Linked DNA regions of Mus musculus: regions 2 and 3 are each linked to region 1. A link is a contact called in public HiChIP or PLAC-seq and promoter capture Hi-C data. All regions are on one chromosome and are shown on one strand. Each heading gives the region's core, a stretch centred on a gene start, on an enhancer-like site or on the middle of the called end of the contact. The rest is flanking DNA. Distances are from core to core; before and after follow the strand shown. Region 1 overlaps Stat5b (signal transducer and activator of transcription 5B). Region 2 overlaps Ttc25 (tetratricopeptide repeat domain 25). Region 3 overlaps Dnajc7 (DnaJ heat shock protein family (Hsp40) member C7).

Region 1 (4,555 bases), core at 644-3,143:
CTCCATCAGGAAGAGGGTAAGGGGAATCTGAGATGGCTATCGGCCCAATCACTTCCCAGCAGGAAGGTAAGAGACGCCCCTGACTGCAATCAAAGCTCATGGCATGTCATCTCAGGCCACTGAGGCCCAACTAGTTCCCCTTGTTAGGGTCATGCTCGTGACTGAAAACATTTTCCAGTTAAAGCCACCCTCCCCTGACACGTGACGGAAAGGAAACAGGACTCAATATTGTCCTTCAAGGAGACGCCTTTATTGTAACATAAAATACACAATTTTGTGGCTGCCTCAATTTATACACAATACTTTTTTGGTGGCTATATACTAATCTGCCTCGACACTAAAATATGTATCTGAAATAAAACGTTAAAAAGAAAAATTATAAAAGGATATTTTCCGTTGTAGGAGATAGCCACTTCAAATCTCCTTCCACTTCTACAAAGCCCCACACCCCAAAGCTGAGGCTTTCCCGACTCACGAGTGGGTCTGTGAGCAGGCAAGAGGTGGGTGGAGACCTGCCCTCACCTCATTTTTGGGTGCAAGAGTTGGGCAGAGAGAGAGAGAGACCAGCATGCAGATAGGGGACACACTTTCCAGTTAAAAACCTCTCCCATGTCCAGGTACACCCTCAGTAAATCCAGGGTAGCTTAAAAACTATGTGGAAGTCTCGCTTCTTTGGCACCCTTTTCTCCAACCTAACTTGAAAGTCAGCTTAGAACCTTGGGGGTGGGGGGGCCCAGGCTGCTCTACTCTCCCCATGACTTGGGGCCATGTCCACCATATATCTAGATATTTGTCGAGTCCACACCCTCGTGAGGGTTACTGGGACAGTCGCATGACAGGTGGGGACGAGTCCCTTAAGCCTGGACTCCCCTGGCAGTTCCAGCTTTCTTCTGAGGGGCCAGGGAGGGGCCTCACACCTCCTCCATCCGGCCAGCACCTGAGGCAGAGAGGCTACCGCCAGGCATAGAAAAATCAGTGTACAAAACCAAGGCAAGGCAAACAGCAGCTTTTAAAAACTCATCTCCCAATAAATAATTTACTACACAGGAGTATTTTCTTTTAACAGTAAAACACTGATAAATTCAGAAGTTATTTTTGTAAAAAAAATATGTTTATTTACTTGCATGTATAAAAATAAGGTTTTGGGGGCTCCTCTCCTGGGCACGGTTCTGCCCTTGTTTGGGAGAGGAAGCCAAGGAGGGCTCTCAGCAAGCCTGAGTGGTAACCGCTCTCTGCTTGCCCCTCTCCCTGACGGCCCACTGCAGCCCCTTCCTTCCTTCTGGAGACACTACAGAGGAGACTGTGGAACAAATCACCCTGAGGCTTTCACTTTGCTTTTAGTTTTCCAAGCTTCCTAGGAAACCCGCTGACTGACTGCATTTCCCCAATCCCCAACGGCCACCCGGCACCCAGCACTGTACAGTGCTGGCTGCCTGCTTGGCAGGCTGGCCCCGTGTGCAGGTCCCATTCCTACCACCTAATCCTCAGGGCACTATGTGACACTGAAGGGAGATGAAGTGATCTGGGTACAGAGGACCCAGGACCTGATACAGGAGGGGGGAAATTTGATGTCAAATTAGGGTGCAAATGGGAAAAACATAAAAAAAGACCTGATTTAGAAACAAAAAACACCACCGGACGTTTGCAGGAAGCCATTATCAACACGCTTGGAGAAAAGCCTTGGATAGCGCAGGCGCGGCCTGGCCACAGCACAGACAAGAGTTGGGGAGGCTGGCGCAGACAGGCTACGCCCAGTGTCTGGAGCCAGGACTTGGGCACAACGCACCGCCCTGACAGAAGGAACACAGGGCATCACCTGAACCTGTACGCTCAGAGCTGGGTGGCCTGGCTTCCTCTCCACTATTTTGTTAAACATCTCCACTTGAGTACACACACTTGCACTTAAGCTGAGTGGCAGTTCTAGAAATAGAGACTGAGCAAGCAGAGAGGGAAGGAGCCAGTGTTAAGATGGCGGAAGTGGCAGAAACGGGAAACAGCCACTCCCCATCCAAAAACCTGTGACCACCCTTGCCCCATCACCCTTGATTCAGCTCCCCTTTCCGTCCCTTATGCAAAGGGGACAGGGGACACGGGAGGTACTGGCTTTCATCATCAGACAGTCATCTACATCTCAGAAGACAGGCGGAGACAATGACAATGCTTGCTTGGACTATGGACTACCTGGCAGAGGAACCGAGGCTCCCCAGAGAGAGGGTGCTTTTTCCTCTGTCCTTTTCTTACTTGGATAGTCACGTGTCAAGGGTCAGCCACCCTGAAGACACATGGCCAGGTTCCAGGGTTCAGGGAACCAACTGCCTTTTTGCACATGGTAAAAAAAAGCGCAGCCGCTGCCCTGGCGTGGCGGCTTAGACTGGACAGCAGGGGCGGGGAAAAAAACACGACGTGCAAATGCACTCACACTCACGCGCACTCCCTTCACTAGTGCCACTATGCACAGAGACACTAAAGTCACAACTAGTATTAACACTTCACATTACGAGTATTGTTTCCAAAGAGAAGCGATTCATGGAATTAAAACATCCACAGGAAGTTCCTCCACGAGGGCGATGAAGCTGCAGGTGGTGAGGTCTGGTCATGACTGTGCGTGAGGGATCCACTGACTGTCCATGGGCCGGCCTAAGAGCTCTTCCACGCGCCGCGCCACGTCCATCGTGTCTTCCAGATCGAAGTCCCCATCGGTATCAAGGACGGAGTCCGGGCTTCAGAGGAAAGGACAAATGATGAGGGGGAGGGGCAAAGGTTATCAGAGGTCATCTGAAACCCCACAACCCATCAGTTGAGTGAGCTGGGCTCTCACTAGAAAGATCTCCTGATAGAAATCAGAGAGGCCTTTGCTGGCTAGGTCATCAGACCGTCCTGTCTATTCTGGATGCCCACTCCCAAACTCCACCCAGCCCTTACACACAAAGTGTGGCAAATATCCATTTTTCAGAGAAGACAAACAGATGCCAATTTGCTCATGGCCACTGATGCTTTAAATATCTGGTGCAATCTCCCCCTGTGGAAGGCCAGTGCCTGGACTTAGGCTGGGTGAGGTTAGTTCCAGATAACCTTCAGGTTCCTTTGCCCTGACTCCAGGCCTTAGGAAGCCCAGCCTGACGCCAAGGCCCCAGTTGCTCCCATTTATGCCCCCAAGAGCATGACCTACTTGGGTGGGTACATGTTGTAGTGAGCCTGAGGGCACACGACTGGGGAAGGAGCCTGATCCATGTAGGTGGCGCCACTCCCAGCATCTGTGGATGCATTTGCAAACCTGTAGAAGGAAGCAGAACACAACCTCAGCCACATGGACTGGAGGAGGGGTTAGGGGGCATCTTCATGTCTTTTTCAGGACATAGGAAGTTGGACCCCAGGGGCCTGTCCACAGCATGACTGGAACTCAGTTATATCTCAAAGGCTAAGCCAGGTTTCCTGGGGTCTTAGGGACTGGACTCAGGTGCTGGGGGAAGAACACAAACGAGAGAGAGAGAGAGAGAGAGAGAGACAGAGAGAGAGAGACAGAGAGAGAGAGACAGAGAGACAGAGAGAGAGACAGAGAGAGACAGAGAGAGAGAGACAGAGAGACAGAGAGAGAGACAGAGAGAGAGAGACAGAGAGAGAGAGACAGAGACAGACAGAGAGACAGACAGAGACAGACAGAGAGACAGACACACAGAGAGAGTCACAGAGAGAGACAGAGAGAACACAAGAGCACCAGAAGAGAGCGGGCCCTGGGCCCTGGACACTTACTCGGGGACCACCTGCTTGATCTGTGGCTTCACGTATCCGTCAGCTGCTTTCGCTGCCGGGGAGAAGAACAGTGAAAACCAGGGACCTCAGAGACACCTCCCTCAAGAACTTATCTTTTCTAGGGTTAGGACACAGCCTCTTAATCTCAACTCAGAACATGACCGACACAGCAGGTAACATTTCTGTCTTCTGGGAGGCTTGCTGCCGATGTGAGGCACTGAAAGTACAAATTGGGCCACCTTCCAGGTCAGCTGGCACGGTTTAGAAAGTCCCCACAGAGAAGGCAGACACTTCCATGCGCGTGTAGTTAACTTCTAGTGGTGCATATTTGTGAAAAAAAATTTTTTCTTTTGAAGCAGGATCTCACTATGTAGGATAGGCTGCCTTCATGTTCACAGAGATCTGCCTGTCTCTACCTTATGAATTTATGACTATGTCTGACTTTTTGTCTGGTATTGGGGACTGAAGAACCTAGGGCATCGTATATACTAGGGCATCGTATATACTAGGCAAAAGCTCTACCCCTAAGATCCCCCCACCTCTTTTCAGACAGTGTCTTGCTAAGTTGCACATGCTGGCTTTGAACTCACTCTCTACCCCAGGCAGGTGTTGCATTTTGGATCTTGCTGCCTCAGCCTCCCAAACTGAGACTATGACTGTGCTTGCAGGCATAATTGAAAAATAAAAGCTTTGAAAACTTCACAGTTGGAGCTGGCAAGACAGCTCAGTGGGTAAAGGTCCTTGTCACAAAGCTTGATCACACAAGTCCCACCCCTGGGACTCACACAGTGGAAGAAGACTGCCG
Region 2 (4,555 bases), core at 605-3,104, 220 kb before region 1:
CTTACTTCCTTTTTTATTTTTGTGTTTTGAGACAATTTCACTATGGAGCCCCAGGATGGCTTCTAACTCCTGACTCTCCTACCTCTCTCTCCCAGGAGTTAGGATCACAAGCTCAGGCCACTTGGCCTGCCTACTTCCTACCTTTTCAGCATCCGCAAACAGGGCCTTACCTGGAAACTCCAGTCTAAGTGAATTCTACGCACCCCTCCCTCATTCTTTCTGAGACAGGGTTTCTCTGTATAGCCCTGGCCCTGGCTGTCCTGGAACTCACTTTTGTAGACCAGGCTGGCCTTGAACTCAGAAATCTGCCTGCCTCTGCCTCCTGAGTGCTGGGATTAAAGGCATGCGTCACCACCGCTCGGCTCCCTCCCTCATTTTTGTCAGCCACTTAGAGACTAGCCAGTGACTTGTTCAGGAGGTTTCTAGGTACGCATTCCAGTGCTCATCCATTTTTTGGGTGGATGGAGATTTGATTTATGTGCCTTCCTGTCACTGGTAGTTTGCTGTTGTTTTCCTCAAGATAGGATTTCAAGTAGCCCAGGTTGGCTCGAATTCGCTGTGTAGCTGAGGGTGATTGTGAACTCCTTGGCCTTCTGGCTCTACCTCCCTAATAGGTGTGCACCACATGCCAGGTGTGCACCCAGGCGATCGAAAACTCCTTAACTTCCTGGCTGTTGGAATTGTAGATGTGCACCTTCATGCCAGGTTTGTGCAGTGGTTGGGGGACCAAACCCAGGGCCTTGTGTGTCTCCACAGTCCTTGCATTATGAACGTTTCTGATGGTAGAGCTGGAACCTAGGCCTCAGGCATGCTCGGCAAGTGCTCTAACACTGATCCACATATTCAGCCTTCATTTTCTGTCTTTTGTTTTTAAACAAGATCTCACTAAGTAGCGCTGGCTTGCCTGGAACTCACTGTATAGACCAATCTGGCTTCAAACTCACCAAAATCCATCTGCATCTGCCTCTGGAGTTGGAGGATTAAAGGCATAAGGGTGTATACCACCACTCTTGGCACCTCCCTTATTAATATTATGAATAAATTAAGAAGCCACAGGATTTACCTGTCACACCACAGGAGATTACTCACTCTCGCTTTTTAACTTTTTAATAGTGTCAGGAATCCAACCCAGGGACTCCAGTACGCTAGGCAGGCTCTACCACTGGGCCATCCGCCCTAACCCCAGGGGAGCCCTCTCTGCAAGGGAAAACCTATCTGAGGCAGCCCATGAGGGCAGCTATTGAAAACCAAGGCTGAGGACCCACAGAGACACAGGCAGGGACACTGCCAGAGAGGGGATGCTGGACAGGAGGCTTGGACTGGGCATGAGGAGAGCAAGGATCCTCCTTGGCAGAGAGACATGGGCACCTGGAGGGTCTGGAGATTTTATGCTGGTCTAGGGACCAGGGCTATGGGCAGCTGACGCCCTATAAGGGAGTTTGGCTTTATAGAAAGTTCTGCCATGCTGGGTTTGATTTAAAACTGTGTGGAAGTCTCTCACCCCACCTCCTTCCCATCTCCCTGGGACCTCACTGGAGTATGCTCCTGTTTATGACATACTCACGTACTTAGACACATACAGAGGATTTTCAAAACAAGAACTCATTTCAAGGTTTTTAAATGAATAAAAGAGACCTGATAGTCTCCTGTGCCAGGGGAATCTTACAGAAAGCTGAGACACTGTACACCACGGGAGACTTTGAGTTTGCCCTGGTGTTCTACCATCAAGGCTACAAACTGAGACCTGATCAGGAATTCAAAGTAGGAATTCAGAAAGCCCAGGAAGCCATCAACAACTCGGCGGGACGTGAGTGAGCAAGGGGCTGTGCCTTTATCCAGGAAGGCCAGCAAGGTCAAGGGTGCAGAGAACAAGCAGCTACCACACACTTAGACTCTCACACTTAGACTTGGTTGTTGCTGAGGTTACAGGTCAAATTCTGAGGAATGACCTTCTAGCCGTCCTTGTTAGGCGGGCTGCTTTGAAGTACTGTGATCTGAAGTCACAGGCTAGAGTGAGGTCTAATCTCCAGTGCAAACAAACAACCAAAGGGTCATATTCTTCCGTTTTGTTTGGCTTGGTTTTGTTTTTTGAGACAGGGTCTCATATAGCTCAGGCTATCCTCAAATTCATAATGTAGCCAAAGCTAGCCTTGAACTCCTGATCCTCCTACCTCAACCTCATGAGTGCTAGAATTAACCCGTGTGAGCCACTAGGACAAGCTGTTCTTGTTTTAAAGTGACAGTCTTACTGTGTGGCCCAGGCTGGCCTCAAGCTCCTGGCTCAAGTGATTCTTCTGTTGCAGCCCTACTGGGTGGATTGGAACTTCTGTCCTGTGCTACCGTGCCAGGCTCTGGCTTCACAGAAAGGTGCTGAAAGGAAGATGTGGAGAAGCCAGCCTGAGATGGGAAAGAGCGAGGTGCTATAGGAGCAGATCTGTAGCTGAGGGCTGTTAAAAATCAAAATGGAGTCACTAATGCTAAATTTCCCATTTCTAAGCTGAAAGTATGCTGTTCAGTTCACTGGAGAAAAGAGTATTACAGAGATAACCACCAAGTTTGATAAATGGGCCAGTTCCAATTGGCAAGATAATGAAGTCTCTCTCTCTACCGTAATCCTTACAGGGAAAAGGTACCAGGAAGTAACCTGATGCTAGCCAATCTTATTTATTTTTTTTTTATTTATTATTATACATACGTACACACTGTAGCTGTCTTCAGACACACCAGAAGAGGGCATCAGATCTCATTATGGGTAGTTGTAAGCCACCATGTGGTTGCTGGGATTTGAACTCATGACCTTCGGAAGAGCAGTCAGTGCTCTTAGCCTCTGAGCCATCTCACCAGCCTGCTAGCCAATCTTATTTTTCTGTCTCTGTGTCTTGGCCTTAAATAGAAAGTAATTTGGAAAAGACCACCCTCTTCCAACTTCCTCCTTCCTCCTCCATCCTCCTCCATTTTCCTCCATCCTCCTCCATCTTCCTGCATCCTCCCATCCTCCTCCATCTTCCTATATCTTCCTCCATCCTCCTGTATCTCCCTCTATCCTCCTCCATCCTTTTTGTTTGTTACTTACTTGTCTGTGTTTTCTTGACCCCCTTTCTAGTTATATATCTACTCTGTTCAGTCACTGAAATAATCATTTTATTTTGCGGAATGAAGCCTTGCCAAATTCTAGAAGCAAAAATAAAGCTAATTATAATCTTTGAGCTAAGTTTTAATTGTTCCCTTTGACAGCGAGAGGGAGTTTTTAAAAAATTACTTGTGTATGTATGTGTGTCTATGTGATTGTGTATGTAGCTGTGAGTGTGAGCAGATGGAAGGCAATGGAGGCCAGAAGATGTTGGGCATTTGCCTCTAGCACTCTGCCTATTCCTTTGAGATGGTGTACGTTCCTAAACCGGGGACCCTTCCCTCGCCTCTGTGTGTGTGTGTGTGCGCGCGCGCGCGTGCGCGCGCGCAAGCATGAATGTGCACGCAAGCATGAACATATGTTCATTCGATGGCTCCTATGCCATCTTCTGTATCTTCAAAGCCAGCAACATAGGCCCACATAGATAAATTTTCCATATTTGTTGCTGGGGAAAGCTCAGGGTCTTGAGTATGCTAAGCAAGCACTGAACGACTGAACTGTACCCCCAGCCCCTGACTTTTTCATTTTATACATCATAAACTTCTTTTCACATCAACTAATTACCATTGTTATGTCACCCCTAATAGGTTGTTTCTAAAATAAGAATCATTTTAATTCATGTTCTTGTTATGTTATCTTAAGGTAAAGTCTAGAAAGAAAATTGTTGGACCAAAGGGAACATCTTTGTAAGCTGTCAATCCTGGAAGGATGCTGATGATGTCCATCTCAGGCTAAGGGCACAAATGGGTCTGTGTGACACAGCCTTGTCAGCCTGGACATCTTCCTCTTGGAACTCTGAATTCCTGGAGCCTGGGCCCTAGTGTCTGCCTTTTTCACCATAATATCTGATTTCTACTTAATGGCTGTTTTTTCTGCTTCTCCACAGTGACCTTCCAGATGCAAAATCGAGAGCCCTTGACAATATTGGCAGAGTTTTTGCCAGAGTTGGGAAATTCCAGCAAGCCATTGACACGTAAGTAATACAGACTGCCCCTTCCACACCCTGGGACTGGGACTTCCTTCCCTCACACCAGGATTCCAGTCTGGGGACTTAAAGCCAGGCAAAGAGGCATTAGTAAATGAACTGAACTTAGAATCGGGTGTGGCTGATCATGCGAGTAATCCTAGTTATTTAGGGGATTGAGTAGGAGCATTGTCAGTTCTGGGCCAGATAGAGCTACAGAACGAAAGCCTATTGGAGAAAAAGAGGAGGAGAAGGAATAGCAGGAGGAAGAGGAGGAGGAAGAGGAGGAGGAAGAGGAGGAAGATGAGAAGGAAGGAAGGGGGAAAGGAAAAAGGACCAGATGACCTTCTCTCTCTCTCTCTCTCTCTCTCTCTCTCTCTCTCTCTCTCTCTCTCTCTCTCTCTCTCTTCCCCTCCCCCTTCTCGGTTTTCTGAGACAGGATTTCTCTGTGTGGCCTTGGC
Region 3 (4,555 bases), core at 768-3,267, 190 kb before region 1:
GGACACCATTCTTTTATCTGGCTTGCTCTTGCTAAGCACATCTCTGAAGACCTCTGACACCCCAGATCAAGTACTTACCTTGGAATTAACCGTACCCCGATTACAGTAGAGTTTAGCATTTGTTTTTATGTTGTTGGGATCTATCCCCAAGGCTTCTGTGTACAGTTCATATGCTAGCTTGTAATTTCCTTCCTTAAAGGCTTTATTCCCATCTTCCTTCTTGGCTTTAAGGGCTTTGGCATTCTGGAGAGAAGCAAGGGACGGTCAGTTCAGTGCAAAAAACCTCAGCTCAGTCTTTCTTTCTCACCGTTCTCTCTTCAATCCCAGCTGTCTGGCGGGACACAGGCCCCTGCATGCCCGGCCCCCACAGGGAAGGTTTAACACACTGACAAGTGGAGCTGTCACATTCCTGTGAGTCTTCCTCTACTCTTTATTTTCTTTTCTCCCGACTTTGCTAGGAGGGACGGAATCCAGGGCCACAGGAATGACAGCGTGACACCTCACCTCACCTCACCACTGAGCTGCAGCCCTAGCCTCACTCGTACCATGAGACATGAAAGGAAGCTCTACCACCACGTGCAGAACACCAGGCTTAGAACTTACTCTACAAGCGACACAAGCCTTCTCGTGGTCAGGAGCCATCCTGAGAGCCTGTACAAAAAACTGCACTGCCTTCTCAATACAATCTTCGTAATAAAGGCAAAGACCCCGGACATACAGAGCATCAGCATTGGTGGAATCCATTCGTAAAATGTCACTGAAATAAAGAGGACACGTTCAGCTGTGGTGTACAATGTCTTGGCCATTCCCACCATCTGGAGTCAAACTGTTTCTTGATCACGGCTCTAGTACTCAAAGTTCATCCACAGGTGACTAGATTCTCAAGAACAAGCCTTGTTAAAATAAACTACCTATATATCTTTACTATGTTTTTCTTTTTTCATTCTCCCCGTACCTAGCAGTGTTGAGGATTAAACCCAGGGCCTGGGACCTGACAGGCAAGAACTTACTGATGAGAATACCCCCTCTCCCCCACCAATCCAGCCCAATACATTCCTTGTGTCTCATCATCTTTTCTTTTTTGTTTTTGTTTTTGACACAGGGTTATCTGTATAGCCCTGGCTGTCCTGGAACTTGCTCTGTAGACCAAGCTAGCCTACAAAATTTACAGACATCGGCTTGCCTCTGGCAAGCACTGGGATTATAAGCGTGTACCACCATTCCTGGCTATGCCTCACAATCTTTATTGAATTAGAGTAGGGGTGAATAAAGTACCGCCCTCAGGGCTAAGTCCTTTCTGGTACTGTTTTGTATTCCATTTTCTCCTCATATTTTGGTGATAGGTGATGTGTAATAGGGACTGGATTGAAGGCTCAGTACAAGCTAAGCACAAACTCTACCAATGAGGCACACAGCAGGCCAGCACTTGTACCATTGCCTCTGTACCACCCCATGGTACTAAGGAATGAAACCAGGCTACACAAGCATCTTCCAATCCAGCTATATCCCAACCTTGGGTCAGGTCCCTAAAATCTGGTTTACACTAACTCAGCTGTTATCTGTGGCTGCTTCTGCACTACGGCATAGGACAGAGCTAAGCAGTTGCAGTAGAGACCAGGGACCAAGAAAGGATACAAGAGTTACAATATGGATAGATAAAAAGAGTTTCCTGGAGTAGAAAGAACTGCATTCAAACAAACCCAGGCCAGTGAGATTGCTGCCAAGCCTGATGACCTAAATTCAGTCCCCAAAACCTTCTGCAGCATGGAAGGAGAGAATGAACTCCCACAGAGTACATGAAAACAGAGGTTAAACAAACTCAGACTCATTAAGCTCTCTCGCACAAGGCTCGAGCACCGGCAACACAGCTGCATCCTATATACCTTGTGGGTCTTGGATTTAACCTGCTTTAACCTTTGGCTTTAAGCTCCAGGAAGGCATGAACAACAACCCTAACCGACACCCACAGCCCCCGTGTAGCAAGCAGCCAGCCAGCAGTCAGAAGTCCACTCTGCGTCTCAGTCATGAATTGGCCAGATTGCGTACCTGGCCACAAACTGTGCTTCTGGGTATCGACCAAGCATTGCTAAACATTCTGCTTTGAGAATTTTGAATCGATGGCAGGCAGGGGCAAATTCTAGGGCACGGTCCATGCAGAAAACAACCTAAGGGAAGAGGAAAGCAAGTGAGCTCTTCAACTGGGACTCCAGAAATGTCTTCACTTGAGTTTGCTCAAGACATCATTGCTTATTGGTGCAATATCAAAGCTTCTACACGTTCGTTCATTCAGTAAGTACACCAATACCCCATCGAGTTAGTAAGTAATATCACTACCTTTCTTTTAGTGATGAGAGACTAATGAATAGAGAACAAAGCAAGGCTCTAGGTCACCAAGTTCCATCTTAAATACAGTAGGACGCTAGAGCACTAACCTCAACCAGAAAGCAGCCTCCATGGTGAGCCCACAGTGACTATGATCAGAGCTCACATTCTTCTTGCAAACACCATTATTTACTATTTTCATTATCTGTCAGGCTTTAGCTGGTAAGTACGATAAGAACACCAGCAAGAATCAGCGCTGCACACAGAACAGAAACTGCTGCGCCCCTCCTTTTCCCGTGACAACAGGGAAGGGGTGAGCCTGGAGATGGCTTAGATGTTAAGAGCACTGGATGTTCTTCCAGAAGACTTCGGTTCAATTCCCAGAACCCACATGGTGGCTCACAATTGTCTGCAAAGTCCCAAGGGATCCAAACAAAAGGCATTTAGTGCTCTCCTCTGGCCTGTAAGGGCTCCAGGTATGCACATAGTGCACAGACATATGTGGGGCCAAAATATTCATACAAATAAAAAAGACAGTTTTAGTGTGCAGCTCTAGGTGGCCTGAAAATCACCATATAGTTCAGACTGGCCTTGAACTCACAGAAATCTAGCTACTTCTGCCTCCTGGGTGCTGGGATTAAAGCACATCTTACTACTGGGTTGGTCCGTTACACTCAGTATAGAAATTCCACAGTGAACTAGCCATCTATAAGGATTCTAATGGATGTCACATGACTACTACCACTGGGCTGCTCTGTGTAAATGCCAAGCCAGTTTCCCACTCATACCTACGAAAGCTACAGCGTGCTCCCTGTCAGTCACACAGCTCTCAGAAACTCATCCCTTTCTCCACAACTTTGTTCTCTGAGCTCTCATTCTTACTTAGCTGCTACTCCTGGGATATCCTCCCTCAATCCCCTTCTCCCTAAGAATAACGGACCAGAGGAGAAATCTGCAATTAAGGGACACCATTACCTCTCAGACTCCAAGTATGAATTCTAAAAGCAAGGAAAGGTAACTTTCATCGCTGTAGACTAATATAATGACATACTCCATAACTCTAAAGAATGCACTAATATTCCATTTACTACTGTAGAAAGACCTCCAAGCCTTATTCAGAGGAGGGAAAACAGTGCACTACCTTTCATGCAAACAAATCCAACAATCTGTATTTGATGTATTCAGTGGTAGAACTTGACCCTGAGCTCTACCCTAGCACTGGAGACGGGGAGCAGAGAGACCAGAGGGCCTGCTTGAAGGAGCACTCATCACTAAATATCTTTCCATGCTTTTTATTTGCACCGAGGGCCTTTTCAAAACTGAGATTAAAAACACAAGCAAGATGGGTTTAAAGGCAAACAGATCTCTGCAAGTTCAAGGCCAGCCTGGTCTACACAGCTAATTCCAGGGCAGCCAGAGCTACATAGAGTCTTCGTCTCAAAAAAGAAAACCCACAAGCAAGCAAGAAAGAAAACACTGAGCCGCTCACTGACACTTTCAGCCCTGCCAATCCAACAATGGCACTCCTTTAGTGGCACAGGTCACTGGAAGTTCTAAGGACAGTAATGACAACTGAGGTACAACGAGGAAAAGCCAGGGACAGCGGAGTAGCCACGCCCTTGGCCTCACAAGCTCAACGTTCTATGCAGAGCTGGCTCTGCTCATCGTGAGGAACATCAGTTGAGGCTCAGCAATGCTTACTGCCACCCCCAACCACGTCCCCAGTAGGGACAGCTGCAGGCAAAGAAGATCTTTGTTTCTTCTAAGTTCATCTGTTTCCCCTGCCAGGATCATAATTCTTCATTTGTGACATCACCATGAGCTACAGTGGGGGGGCTGGGATGTCACAAACAGAGGATTCTGTCACAAACTCAGGATTCTGGCTCCAGAGTGAGCAAGAGAGAAAAGAAACCCAAAAGACTGCCTTTCAGGACAAAGCCGTGACAGTAGTTAGAACTGCTTTCCAAACACACACACACACACACACACACACACACACACACACACACACGAATGAACTACAAAAACATTATAATTATCAAAACCCATGGGCAGAAGACAGTTAATGTTGCAAATCTGCATAAACTAGTCTGATATATTTATTCCCAAATAAAAGCGCTCACAGTATAAAACTCAAAAAAGATGCTTACTTGTCCCCCTCAAACATTTCTGAACACCTGCTACTGAAAGCCCTACGCGAATCCCTACATACGATGCAACAACTCCTCCCTTG

The links. HiChIP or PLAC-seq counts read pairs in DNA pulled down with a chosen protein or histone mark. Capture Hi-C pulls out chosen DNA fragments and counts their contacts.
Region 2: a contact with region 1 is called in an H3K27ac HiChIP or PLAC-seq map of embryonic stem cells, with 5 read pairs. The contact joins two enhancer-like sites. A contact is called at or near these places in 5 of 39 promoter capture datasets (hematopoietic stem and progenitor cells, hippocampal neurons, liver and 1 more), 2 of 484 Hi-C or Micro-C datasets (CD4 T cells and the G1E-ER4 cell line), 4 of 115 datasets of contacts at active chromatin or transcription factors (bone marrow-derived macrophages, embryonic stem cells and large pre-B cells) and 2 of 9 other capture datasets (adipose tissue and liver).
Region 3: a contact with region 1 is called in a promoter capture Hi-C map of liver. The contact joins two enhancer-like sites. A contact is called at or near these places in 2 of 484 Hi-C or Micro-C datasets (liver and olfactory sensory neurons), 3 of 115 datasets of contacts at active chromatin or transcription factors (bone marrow-derived macrophages and embryonic stem cells) and 3 of 9 other capture datasets (adipose tissue, liver and pancreatic islet).

The regions. Positions count from the first base shown.
Region 1 is chr11:100,780,503-100,785,057 of GRCm38.p6, forward strand. It overlaps Stat5b (signal transducer and activator of transcription 5B), which reads right to left. Exons shown (of 19, transcript NM_001113563.2): 17 at 3,751-3,802; 18 at 3,170-3,274; 19 at 229-2,720. The coding sequence ends at 2,594. Among named protein-coding and RNA genes, the nearest start is that of Ghdc, 12 kb to the left of the region's middle. Within about 2 kb of position 1,894, at least 24 of the 459 cell types and tissues checked have an H3K27ac peak or open chromatin away from gene starts, as enhancers often do. A contact at or near this core is called in embryonic stem cells and liver, where this site is marked.
Region 2 is chr11:100,557,802-100,562,356 of GRCm38.p6, forward strand. Ttc25 (tetratricopeptide repeat domain 25) reads left to right here. Exons shown (of 12, transcript NM_028918.3): 8 at 4,017-4,103. Among named protein-coding and RNA genes, the nearest start is that of Ttc25, 14 kb to the left of the region's middle. Within about 2 kb of position 1,855, at least 4 of the 459 cell types and tissues checked have an H3K27ac peak or open chromatin away from gene starts, as enhancers often do. A contact at or near this core is called in embryonic stem cells, where this site is marked.
Region 3 is chr11:100,590,809-100,595,363 of GRCm38.p6, forward strand. It overlaps Dnajc7 (DnaJ heat shock protein family (Hsp40) member C7), which reads right to left. Exons shown (of 14, transcript NM_019795.5): 6 at 2,047-2,165; 7 at 604-757; 8 at 79-243. It also overlaps a transcript of Cnp not described here. Among named protein-coding and RNA genes, the nearest start is that of Cnp, 18 kb to the left of the region's middle. Within about 2 kb of position 2,018, at least 18 of the 459 cell types and tissues checked have an H3K27ac peak or open chromatin away from gene starts, as enhancers often do. A contact at or near this core is called in liver, where this site is marked.